Linked DNA regions of Mus musculus: region 2 is linked to region 1. The links are chromatin contacts, called in public HiChIP or PLAC-seq maps. All regions are on one chromosome and are shown on one strand. Each heading gives the region's core, a stretch centred on a gene start, on an enhancer-like site or on the middle of the called end of the contact. The rest is flanking DNA. Distances are from core to core; before and after follow the strand shown.

What was found. HiChIP or PLAC-seq counts read pairs in DNA pulled down with a chosen protein or histone mark.
Region 2: a CTCF HiChIP or PLAC-seq map of CD8 T cells shows a contact between it and region 1, with 5 read pairs. The contact joins two enhancer-like sites. A contact is called at or near these places in 1 of 15 datasets of contacts at CTCF or cohesin (CD8 T cells), 15 of 484 Hi-C or Micro-C datasets (B cells, the C2C12 cell line, the CH12 cell line and 10 more), 9 of 115 datasets of contacts at active chromatin or transcription factors (CD8 T cells, cardiomyocytes, embryonic stem cells and 4 more) and 3 of 9 other capture datasets (adipose tissue, liver and pancreatic islet).

What each region holds. Positions count from the first base shown.
Region 1 is chr7:130,797,110-130,803,304 of GRCm38.p6, forward strand. The region is part of intron 9 of Btbd16 (BTB (POZ) domain containing 16); the gene reads left to right. Among named protein-coding and RNA genes, the nearest start is that of Btbd16, 26 kb to the left of the region's middle. Within about 2 kb of position 3,727, at least 35 of the 459 cell types and tissues checked have an H3K27ac peak or open chromatin away from gene starts, as enhancers often do. A contact at or near this core is called in B cells, CD8 T cells and regulatory T cells, where this site is marked.
Region 2 is chr7:130,899,661-130,905,855 of GRCm38.p6, forward strand. It overlaps Plekha1 (pleckstrin homology domain containing, family A (phosphoinositide binding specific) member 1), which reads left to right. Exons shown (of 13, transcript NM_001346515.1): 7 at 857-1,000; 8 at 2,517-2,585; 9 at 5,210-5,274; 10 at 5,731-5,794. Among named protein-coding and RNA genes, the nearest start is that of Mir7061, 5.5 kb to the right of the region's middle. Within about 2 kb of position 3,456, at least 84 of the 459 cell types and tissues checked have an H3K27ac peak or open chromatin away from gene starts, as enhancers often do. A contact at or near this core is called in B cells, CD8 T cells and regulatory T cells, where this site is marked.

The DNA.
Region 1 (6,195 bases), core at 2,477-4,976:
CTGGTGTGCTGCCTCCAGGGTGGGTGTAGCAGGAAGCAGGGGCTGTAGGGGAAAGGAGTTGTCATCTTGGTAGTGGCCACACCCACACCACTGAACTTGCCATTCACTTCCCAATTCCCCCACTCTCCTGGACAGCCAGGCCTTGGGTTGGGAGCCAAAGCTCAGGGTACTACCTGTGGGGTCAGGAAGAGGGAAACCCTTCCTACTCCTTCTAGATAAGGACCTGCTGGCGTCAACTAGCTCCCTACCTGCCTAAGGGAGAGAAGCAAAAGACTATTGCCTAAGCCATTAAAAATTTAAAAAAAAAATTTTTTAAAAAGGCAAAAAAAAGAAAAGAAAAATCTTACACCCCAAACAAGATTTCATCTCCAGTCCTGACTCCTTTGCCAAATATGTCTAAGCTTGGTTATCCAACTGCCTGCTTGGTCTCTGTCAAAGCTAAATACCCCAGCCTTCAGAGCTCCCTGCCTTTGCTACACTCTCCTATCCTGACGCAATGTCCTCAGAACACATTAGAACCTTGGGGGAGTCTTCTGGATGCAATGTTGACCTCACCTTGACCCCAAGGCCAGTTCTGTTTCCAAACTGAGCACTCCAAGGTGCCAGCGCCACCGCAAGGCCAAGTCTCCATCATCACTCACGGCCCATGGCAATGAAGACACCTCCAGCCTAGACCTTGCTTCTGGCTTTGACCCTTAGGTGTGTAATCTAGCCGCACCATCTCATGGTCTGACACAGCCCCACAGGGACCTTCCTCGGACTCTCCACAGAGGTGTAGCCACACTGTGCATGTGTCCTCCTGCCTGCCATCCCTGTCCTATCCTGCCAAGCTGTCACCTCCTCTGTCTCCTCACAAAGCCATGGCTCTTAGCTGATGCCTAACATTTTACCAACACTTGCATCTCAGGAACTTGTTCTCTTTGGTATATAGCTTCCTTCATCTCAGACTATTTCCTTACATCACCTTCTAGAAATGAGATTGCCAACATGAAAGGACTGTTCCTAATTCCTCTTTTTTAAAATATTTTATTTGCAAGTCTCAACCTTCAGGAAAAGCAAGACTAGTGCAAAGAGCATTGGCTGTCAATGTGCAATGGTTTCCCTCTGACTGCATTTATCCTAAGCTGAGTACAGCCCAAGCTGAAAATGCAGGGGCTGCCTTGAATTTCTCTGACCCCACAGCCACCATGGCTGTCCATCATTCACTGTTGGCTGATGTCATGACGACATGGCTGCCATGTCAGTGTGGTTGCCCAACGTCATAAGAAAGGGATACACCACACTTACCGCTCTTCCAGGAAAAGATCAAGACTTGAAGTTTGCTTTCTACTGAGTGGATTCTTACACCATCTCGGAATAGAAAACTCAATCAGACCTGGGCAGGTCCTGGGCTGAAGTTCCCTGTCCCCAGGTGACTTTAGGTGTGTCAAACTGATGATAACAATGATCCAGTGCAACCGATAACTGAATGGCAGGTAGTCCTAAACTAAACCTTGAATTAGAGGAGAAAAGCAGTAATGTTACTGGGAACAGAATTGGGGGAGTGATATCTGAGTATTATGACAATGGCAAGCTTCCTGAAGTTCATAACTGCCTTTGTCATATTTTTTTAAAAAATATTTTTCTTAGGAAACCATTAGTGATAGCATTTGAGATGAAGGAGCACTTGAACATAGCTTACTCCAATTCACAAGGGTGTTTGTGTGTGTGTACATGTGTGTGTGTATGTATGTATCTGTGTGTGTCTGTATGTCTCTGTGTATATGTGTATGTATGTGTGTGTGTGTGTCTGGGCATGTGTGTCTGTGTTTGTATGTCTCTGTATGCGCGTATATCTCTGTGTGTGTATGTCTGTGCGTCTGTCTGTGTGTTTGTATGTCTAAGTGTGTGTGTACCTGTGCGTGTGTCTGTGTGTGTATGTCTGTGTGTGTCTGCGAGTATGTATGTCTATGTATATGCATGTCTGTGTATTTGTATGTCTATGTGTGTATGTATGCCTGTGTGTGTGTCTCTGTGTGTGTCTAGATATGTATGTATGTTTGTGTGTGTTTGGATGTGTACGTCTGGGTGTATGTTTGGGTATATGTATGTCTGGGTTTGTGTCTGTATGGGGAGGGGGTCATGTATGTCTGTGTGTGTGTATATATATACACCTAGCCTGAACAAGAGCCTAGCTCCTACCCCTATCAACACACACATACACACACATACACACACACACACACACACACACACACAATTGGTCTTGAGAGAGTTGCTCCATGCTGAATCTTAACCTACCCCACAATTTAACTTTACCAAGCAATACCCAATGCCCTCACATTAACAGAGGCAGAGGGGAGGCAAGGCAGAGTCCTGGTATTGAAGAACCCCGTTATCTAAGAGGACCCTCAAAGCCAGTTCCAGAGCAGCAGCGCACTGTGAGCCCCAGACACTCTGGTTCCCTATGTTTTCCTCACCCTTGTACCCACCACCCTCCACTCCACCCTTCAACAGAGCAAAGGTCAGGGACTGGAGAACATGTAAACACGGGGTCCTTAGACATTACACAACGCCATCCATCCCTCCCTCGGAAAGTCTGAGCCGTCCAGCACTGGCAACGTTTCCCTGAAAAAGAGGGAAAAAAACATCTGACCACAGGCAGAACATTGGTGATGGCACCGGCCCGACAGCATGCCTCAGCAGGCAGTTCCAGAGCATTACGTGTCAAATGTCTAGACTCGCCAGCCTGGCAGACACAGGTGGAAACTGGGTCCTATCCTTCTGGCCCTCTGCAGGAGGCACCTGTGCAGATAGGCCAGGGGCTACTGGCTAAGGGCCTTCATCCTCAGCCCACACACCCTGAGGTAGACGCAGACTCAGGCAGGCAGTCCAGACTCCCCGCAGCCTCTTAGGTTGGTCTCGCTCTTCAGTACCCACTGACTTCAAGGCAGCTCCTATCTGCTGTCCCATGCTGGGAAGGTGGAGGCAGATGGATCCCAGGAGCTCACGGCTCATTCAGTTTAGTTCAGTCAGTGAGCACCAGGCCAGTGAGAGATCCTCTCAGAAAATGAGGTAATTGAGTAATCGAGGAAGATACTGAATGTCAACTTCTGGCTTCTACCATGTGTGTATACATGAACACGTAGGTATGTACATGGAGGGAGAGAGAGAGAGAGAGAGAGAGAGAGAGAGAGAGAGAGAGAGAGAAAGAGGGAATGTATAAATGTAACCAGGCTAGAGAAGCTCCTGTCAGGGCATTTGTTGAGAAAGGTTGGTACCTCGTTTTCACATCTAACCAAGAGGGAACACTTCCTTCAGTAACCTAGCATTTTTGCTAGGTGCTGACTTGCATGGTCACCCTCGCATTGCCCCAAACCCGACACTACAGTACATCAGAGAGCTGATGAGGATCTGGGCAGGGCCCCTGCTGGCTCCTGGACCCACATCTTGCCTCCAACATGGCACCTTCCCCAGTTCACCAAGTAAGCAAGGCCTCCCAGAGAGAGTGAACCAGGCTGGGAGATTGTGTGAGCCCTGAGCAGCAAACATGGAAGTGGCCAAACTTGGGACCAGAGATGGAACATTTCTGGGCTCCACTCAGTTGACCTGCCAGCCACCCACTGTCGCTTGACCTCCAACCTGTGAGAAAGGCACAAGGATCAATAGTCTTTTCTCAGCAGAGCCCTCTGCCTCTGGGCTGCCCAGCATTCTCTCTCTGAAAGTCAGTAGAGTTTCACCTCGTTATCTTCTTTGGGTTTCACTTTCCATTTTGTAAACAATCTAGAGTAAAACCATATGCAAATATACACGGTATATTTTCCTGACCTCCTGGGCCTCTGGGCTTAATTTGTTTGCCTAGAATGTGGTTCTCAGTTCATTTTCCTTGTAGAGGTCACCACTAGGTGACCTTGTTCTCATAACTCCAATTTACGAAAACCTCACTCCAAGTTCTGCATTCTGGGAAGCCAAGCCCCAACAACTATCCAGTTCCCATCTACACAAAAGTGTGCCTTACAACAGGGGCCCCACTCCCTCTGTCCCCAAGAGCCCCTGCTTCCTGCCTGTGACTCAGAGAATCTCAGAATCTCAGAAATTCCCTAAACAAAACATTGGTGAGATTGCTTAGCAGGTAGAGAGCGCTTGCTGTGCAAGTCTGATGACTAGCGATCCATCCCAGAACCCAAGATCTGTAACTCAGGAATTTCTACTATGAGATGGACGATGGAGACCAGAATGCTCGAGGACTGACTAGCCTGGCGTATAAGGCCTGGTAGCCTGGTGCAGCAGAAACAAGGGAGATGTTGCCTCAGCAAAGTGCAAAGTGAAAGCTGTGTCCCCAAAGCTCTTCTCTGAGTTCCACATACAGGTCAGAACATGTATGCACGTGTACTTATATATAGCATGGAATGCACACACACTCACACACATATACACATACACACATAACACACTCACATATACACACATACACACACATGCACACATACATACACACTCATATACACATATACATACATACACATGCACACATACATACACACTCACACACACATACATACTCACACACATACATACATATACACATACATACACACTCACACTCATACACACACATACATACACACTCATACACATACACACACACACCACATACATGTACATATGTAACACTACTTAGACTAAAGAAGAAAGAAGACATGCCAGTTATTCTTGTCACGCCTGTCCCACACTCTGACAGTGATACTGAGCTGTCTCACATGGAATTTCTGAAACCGATCCTTCTCTGTCAAACACAAAACAATGCCTACCAATTATTGATCACTTGTCAAACACAACACTGAGTGTGTTATCCAGAGGGCTTATCCCCACAGCAACTCAGTGTGCTGGTACTGCTGCCTGCACTTGTCACCTGTGAGACACAGGAAATGATTGGTCAAAGTGGTGCTTCCCCTCTCCCGTACAGTAGACGAGCTGGATCTGAACCCAGGTTAGAATGCCCTCTGAGCCATGGCCAACACCAGAGTCTAGTTACCGATGAGACTTGTTTCCTTACTGATGGTCAAGATCAATAAGGATGTTGATCTTATTGGTTTGCACTAAACACATTAAAAGTCTGTATTATAGTTGTGTGTGTGTGTGCATGCTCGCATGCACGCGTGCATGAAATAGGCCAACCTGTGGGGAACAGTTCTCTTCTTCCACCATGAGTCCCCAGGATTAAAGTCAGGCCACCAGCTTTGCTGACATTTATCTGTCAAGCCATTTCTCTGGATGATTTTTTTTTTAAGCTTAGGTTTGTGATTTTTTTTTAAACTTTTTTTTAAAATTTATTTTATGTATATGAGAATACTGTTGCTGTATTCAGACACACCAGAAGAGGGCATCGGATCCCATTATAGATGGTTATGAGCCACCATGTGGTTGCTGGGAATTGAACTCAGAACCTCTGGAAAAGCAATCAGTGTTCTTAACTGCTGAGCCATCTCTCCAGCCCTCTGTGGATGATTTTACTGTAAAAGTTGCATACAGAATACAATACATTTACTGCTCTAAATGAACAAATAGTAACACTTTGCCATAAATTAAGGGGAAAAAAAAAAAACCTGGGCTGGTGAGATGGCTCAGTGGGTAAGAGCACCCGACTGCTCTTCCGAAGGTCTGAAGTTCAAATCCCAGCAACCACATGGTGGCTCACAATCATCTGTAACAAGATCTGACGCCCTCTTCTGGAGTGTCTGAAGACAGCTACAGTGTACTTACATATAATAAATAAATAAATCTTTAAAAAAAAAAAAAACCTGCCAGGTGGTGGTGGCGCACACCTTTTATTCCAGTACTTGGTGAGGCAGAGGCAGGTGGATCTCTGAGTTTGAGGCCAGCCTGATCTACAGAGTGAATTCTAGGACAGACAGAGTCACACAGAGAAACCCTGTCGTGAAAAAGGAGAGAGACAGATAGAGAGGGAGAAACAGAGAGAAAGAGGCAGAGACAAAGAGACAGTGAACATTGGAAAACAGTAAGCCAGGAGCGGGTGACACCCACACCTTTAACCCCAGCACTGAGGAAGCAGAGGCAGGCGGATCTCTGTGCCTTTGAAGCTGGCCTTGTCTACATAAGCTCCAGGACAGCCAGAACTACATAGTGAGAAGGCTCTCAAAAAATAGGACAAAATAAAATATGAATAAACAAATAAACAAAAAAAAAAGAACAACA
Region 2 (6,195 bases), core at 2,206-4,705, 100 kb after region 1:
TTCAATTCCCAGCAACTACATGGTGACTCACAACCATCTGTAATGGGCATCTGATGCCCTCTTTTGGTGTGTCTGAAGATAGTGACAGTGTACCCACATACATGAAATAAATAAATAAATAAATAAATAAATAAATAAATCTTTAAAAAAAAAAGAGGCTGGTTCTGGTTCTCTTAAAAAAAATTAACTGACTGACTTGTGGAATTGTAGCTTATAGATGCTGTAAATAACCAGGAAGTCTTGGGCATGGTTATAGTCACTTAGTTTTAAATACTACAAAGATTAGATAAAGAACTTTTAGACTTGATATCAGATACATTGTCCATAAAAGGACTGACGATTGCATATCATCAGTATTTCAAATGCTTGTTTTGTAAAAGACCCTGTTCAGAGGATGAATAGAAAAGATAAATAGAAGAAAAGTTTATAAGCTACTTATCCAGCAAAGGATTGTTATCTACAGAAAGAACTCTCAAACCCAAAACTTAACAAACCAAAAGTCCTTTTAAAGTAGACAAAGACGTTTCACCAGCAGCACTTAGTCTAAGTGAGCTTTGCTAAGTTTAGGTTTATGAAGGTTTTGTTGTTGTTGTTAATTGAATACTTTGTATGTGTGCATATGGGAGGGAGGGAGGAAGAAAGGAAAGAAAGAAAGAAGAAAGCCAGCCAGCCTCGCCCCAAGAAGAAGCACAAGAGACAGGAGTTTTGCAGAACTAGAAATGGGTGCTTGTGGTTGATCAGGAACAAGGAAGTTGAGATTAAGTGTCACAGGCTTACATTTTTTCTGAGGTAACATTAATGTAAGTATTTAAACTTAGAGCAAGAAAAAACTTTTTTTTTTTTTGCTTCATTTTAGAAAGAAGAAGTAAACGAATGTGGTGAGAGTCTGGATAGAAACAATTTGAAACGGTCACAGAGCCATCTTCCTTACTTTGCTCCTAAGCCACCTTCAGACAGTGCAGTTATCAAAGCTGGGTATTGTGTGAAGCAAGGAGCGGTGGTGAGTAGCTTACCTGTAGCTGGGAAGTAGGGAAGATGCGTGTCCCAGCAAGCTTGCAACTCAGAGCTCAAGTTGTGTGCTTTATTCTCTGAAAGACCCAGAGTGGAGAGCAGGCTGTTGCTGGGAAGGGTGTAGAGGGTTTGCCCCATGATTATCACCCAGTTACTTCCTTGGTCTCTGGGCAGTTGGGCAAGTTATGCCTATATCCACCAGCACTTAGTCTAAGTGAACGTTACTAAGTTTAGGTTTATGAAGGTGGTTGTTGTTGAATTGAGTACATGTGTGCATATGGGTAAGGGAGGGAACTTGAGCATGTATGTGCTCTGAGGTCAGAAGACAGCTCTGTCAGTTCTCCACTTCCACCTTCACCTGGATTCCAAGGTTCACATTTAGGCAAGTGCCTTTACCTGCTGAGTCATCTTTGCCACCAGAAAGTCCCGGGGAAAGAAAGAGGAGACCAGAGGTTTCCCAAGACAGACCGTCTATAGGTTGAGGCAGAATCTCCCTCAGGCTGTATGGCTTAGCTGTGGGCTTTTAAGGAGGTAAACTTTATTCCTAAATCTAAAGAAAAATTTTTACAGATTTTTTTGCTTAATTTTCAAACCTATTTTATTTTTATATGTATTTTTATTTTATATGTATTATCTTCAATGTATATCTGTGTGCCATGTATATGGAGTTCTAGTGGAGGCCAAAAGGAGGTGTAAGAGACCCTGGAGCAGTTTCCCAGTAGAAATGGTTGTGTTGCCGTTAGAGTGCTAGGAGTTGAGCCTGGGTCTTCTGGGAGACCATTCTTTTTTTTTTTTTTTAATTTATTTTTTATATGTAAGTACACTGTTGCTGTCTTCAGACACTCCAGAAGAGGGAGTCAGATTTTGTTATGGATGGTTGTAAGCCACCATGTGGTTGCTGGGATTTGAACTCCGGACCTTCGGAAGGGCAGTCGGGTGCTCTTACCCACTGAGCCATCTCACCAGCCCCCTGGGAGACCATTCTTAACCACTGAGCCATCTCCCCAACACTACTTACAGATGATTTAGGGTATTTAAACACTGATAAGAATATTTGTATAAAAGGGTATTAAACATTTTCTACATGGGTTTGCTCTATTTTGTATTTATTGTTGACCTGTTAAATATGAAATATTTGAGAAAGGACTCATGCATGTTGTAGATAGAGAGACCTGACGGGTTAATGACATTTCCCATGCTGATTTTTACCTTGTGGGCTGGGCTGACAAGAAGGGAAGAGGTGAACACCTCTTTCTTTTCCACTGTTCCAGATCAAAATCGTGAAATATCAGAGTTACTCATAAACTCTGAGAATGAGCTGCCCAAGGCCAAGACCGTCCTTCAAGGCTTGGTTAGCAGGGAAAGGGGTCATTAACCATCTCCCTTCGGAATGGGGTGTTGTTTCCGAGTACTTGGCATTTTGGATTGTGGGTTCATATTGGAATGATTAAAGGGTGATGAACATTTGACATTCTTTGAAGCCTCTGTCTGTTCTTCTCTGGTAGATGAAAAACTGGAAGAGAAGATATTTTCAATTGGATGAAAACACAATAGGCTACTTCAAATCTGAACTGGTATGCAGTCGCTTCATACATATGCCTCCAGGTGCTTGGCAGGTCACACTGCAGTGCTTGTGTGATTGTATGTTTGTGTGCCATTCTGGTTTTCTAATGGCCCAGTTCTGGTTTTAAGTGCACCCGTATTTCAGTCTATTTGGTTGTAATGCATTCGGTTAGTTATGTATTTCTTAAATATGTTTTAAGTAAAACTACCTTCAAGGAAGTGTTCCATCTTGATAGATCTAAAATTCTCGACAGCCCCACATGTAACTCTCTGTCAGAGGGACATTAGAAGAGGAGGTGTAGGAAATCCTCCAAAAGCAACATTCAGCCCTCTGCATGTCTGTCAACCTCCTCTCCCCTGCTGCATGTTAACTTGCTCTTTTCCTGTTTCAGATCACCTCTTAAGTTGTTTCTCTTGAGATAGCTTTTTCTAAAGGCAGAGTCAAAGACTGAGTCTCCCTCCTTCCTTGTTTGAGTTATGCACCATTAAGATGTCAATCCCCCTCTTCTATAAAACTGTGGGGCTTTCATATGCTGCATACTCTGAATGAGGGCATCAGAACAACTTTGTCCAGATTAGCTTCCTGCCCTGGTACATATGTTCCATGCCTGTGTTGTTCTGTGTAGGCTGTGTGTGGCTTTTGGGTGCTGGTAATGTGACCAGTGTGGTAAGGAAGTGAGTTTATTTCATTTCAAAATTAAAACCAATTTCATTTAGTAATTTAAATTTACAGTTCCTCATAGGCAGTGTTCTGTATTGGGAGCATCTTAGGGGTCAGTTATTTTAGAAAGCTATAAAGGCCAGAAGCAACCTATATAGTCTGCTGTAGACTGTCAGAGCCCATGTGCAGTGAGGAAGCTGTCTTTCCCTGCCTGAAGAACCAAGGGCAGAAAGTGGGAAGTAACAGACTAGAATGGTCACATGCATACTTGTCAATAAAATGAGGCAATATATCAAGGATAATAGAAACCAAGGTTCTTGGGATAAAAGCACAGCTTCTTGCTATAACTTAACAGACATAGACATAAATATATGTTCTTGTGTGAGTGCATTTAAATATAAAATATACTGTAGCTCCGTGTCTTAAGAAAATGATCATTTCTTCCCAAAAGAACCCAGACTTCATGGAGAAATGGCAGATTCTGTGGCCGGGCAAGAGAAATAAATGCACGGTTGGCTGGAATGTCTTACATCAGAAAGCAAGAACATGCTGAGAAAATGCTAGTCACCCAGTAGTCACCTTACAAATAGTCCCCTTACCAGATCATGGGCAGCGAGAGTATCAAAACACACAATGTTTATAACGTATTACAGTGCAAATATATATCTCTGTGTGCTCAGATAGATATGAGTAGATGGGTGGTGACTGAGCTCTTGTAGCTACAGTGAAGGAATAACAAGATGCTAAACAGGAGTGGGACAGCGATCTGAAATAACCACTCAGCACAGTGGGAGGAGAGCAGCTGTACAGGAAGAAGGCTGGCAGCACCACGCCCACCGGGCAGTCAGGTTCGATGAATTCAGTGGTGGCGAGAATGTCGGAACCTTGCGGGAGAGCAGGAAACGCACAGTGCGTCAGTCCTGTGCTGCCCCTGCTAACAGGATAGTCTGCGTTCAGTCCCCAGGTCACAGGAGCCACGTCCAAGGGAGGGGGCAGCCTACAAAATACAGTAATGGCTGTCATCTGCAGGAGTCTGTTCCTCTTTCTAGAGGAGTGAGGAACTCTTCTACACTAAACAGAAAGAGACAGCGAGAACACTGTCCCTGTAGGGCTGTGTGACCCACCTGCTGACTGGTGGCAGTAACGTGAGCACTTCAGGGTAGCATGCGGATTGCAGCAGCTCAGCTCCAAGCGGCTGTTCTTAGGCTCTTTTGTAAATTCATGATTGGTTCAGTGTTCAAGAAAGACAGAAAGGTGGGGAGAACTTTCTGGTAGAAAAACAAACAGGAATTACAAGCGGCTCATTCGGAAAGATTACGCTGAGTGTGGAGTGGAGTGGCAGCGTGCATGGCTAGTGTGTGTGTGTGTGAGTGAGGCCTTGGGTTAGAGCCGCAGCACTCCTAAGCACTACAAATCACTAAAGGTCTTCAGAAGTCCGTGACGACGCTCAGTGTCACTCAAGCTTCGGGGGATACAGGTGTGAGTGCACGGATAGTACTCACCAGTCATGAGGAGGCTGCGTCTGAGTGAAAAGCTCCCATACCCACTGTCCTCAGAGAAAATAAGTGGAGAGAAGAAATAGTATTTCTTCAAATTCTGTGTAGGTGAATGATGTTAGAAAAATCACCATTTGGCAGGCAGCTATGCCAATAATGATTTCAGGTAAGAATCTTCGATACTTGTAAGACCAGTGGGAGATTTTTGTTTTAAAATCTTAAAATCAAGTACTGCATAGATAGGCTCCAAGTGTCTCAGTAGAATACTTACTGGTCCTAGTGGTCCACCATGAACAAGTCTGCTGCTTAGTGACTGTCACTGAAACCAGAAACCGAGCTTCAGACAACAGTGGGTGTGGTGGCATGAAACTAGAGCTGTCCTGCTGCTGCAAGTCTCAGAAGGTGTTGGTCTGAGAGTAGCTCCATGTAAGATGGCTCGCTTTTGACAGGAAATGTCCTGCGTGTGCTTTTTTGCTAGGAGAAGGAACCTCTGCGGGTGATACCACTTAAAGAAGTGCACAAAGTCCAGGAGTGCAAACAGAGGTAAGGAAGGACCGCCTGACGCTGGCACAGCGCTGTCCGAAGAAGCAGGCCGCCCTCCCTCAGTGATGAGCTTACAGCCTGCTGCGTTCAACCCACTGACATTTCAGAAGTAGTTCAGTAGTAGAAAGGAAAAATTATTATAAACAATTTCTGAGATTTAACAAGTTGATGTATTTTTAGTTTTCAAAGGTGCTGCAGAGCAGGTTGTTGCAAGAAGTTGCATCAGCCGTGCCATGATGAGTTGAATGAACTGTAAACCCTTGGACTCTAACGTTGCTTTATGCATCTTCTGTAAATGAGCTGTGTAAAGCATGTGAATAGTAATGCAAAGCTGGAAAAGGCTGGGTGGTTTTGTTAAATTAGCGTTTTCTTTCTAACATTGATTGTCACTGAGTAAACAGCTGAAACTGTCAAACTGACTCACCTACAACAACTGGTGATCGTTTTTCATGACAGTGACATAATGATGAGGGACAACCTGTTTGAAATCGTGACGACATCTCGGACTTTCTATGTGCAGGTAAGACACTCCTTGGGGATCATAGATTCTCTTACAAGAAGTTAATAACATTTAGAGGTGAAATAAATGTAAATAAAGCTCTTTGGTGTTAATGAATATAATTTAGCAGCATATTGAAGGCTGTCAGGTGGTGGTGGGCGTAGGATCAGACCTGCGAGTGCTGTTAGGAATTGGTGGCATGGATCAAAGTTACATTTGGAAGAAAGGAAATCCTGTTTTACTTATTTTAGTTCATGACTTCAAATGTATTATCTTTTTGTGTTTTTCTTTAATATAATTTTTGGTAATTTTATAAGAAGAAAAGTTTCAAATATAAATGAAATTATTGAAAAAAAGCATTTGTTTTTGTTTATGAGAGTTAACACATTTGCTTATTGCAGAAAAATTAAGAAAACAATGGT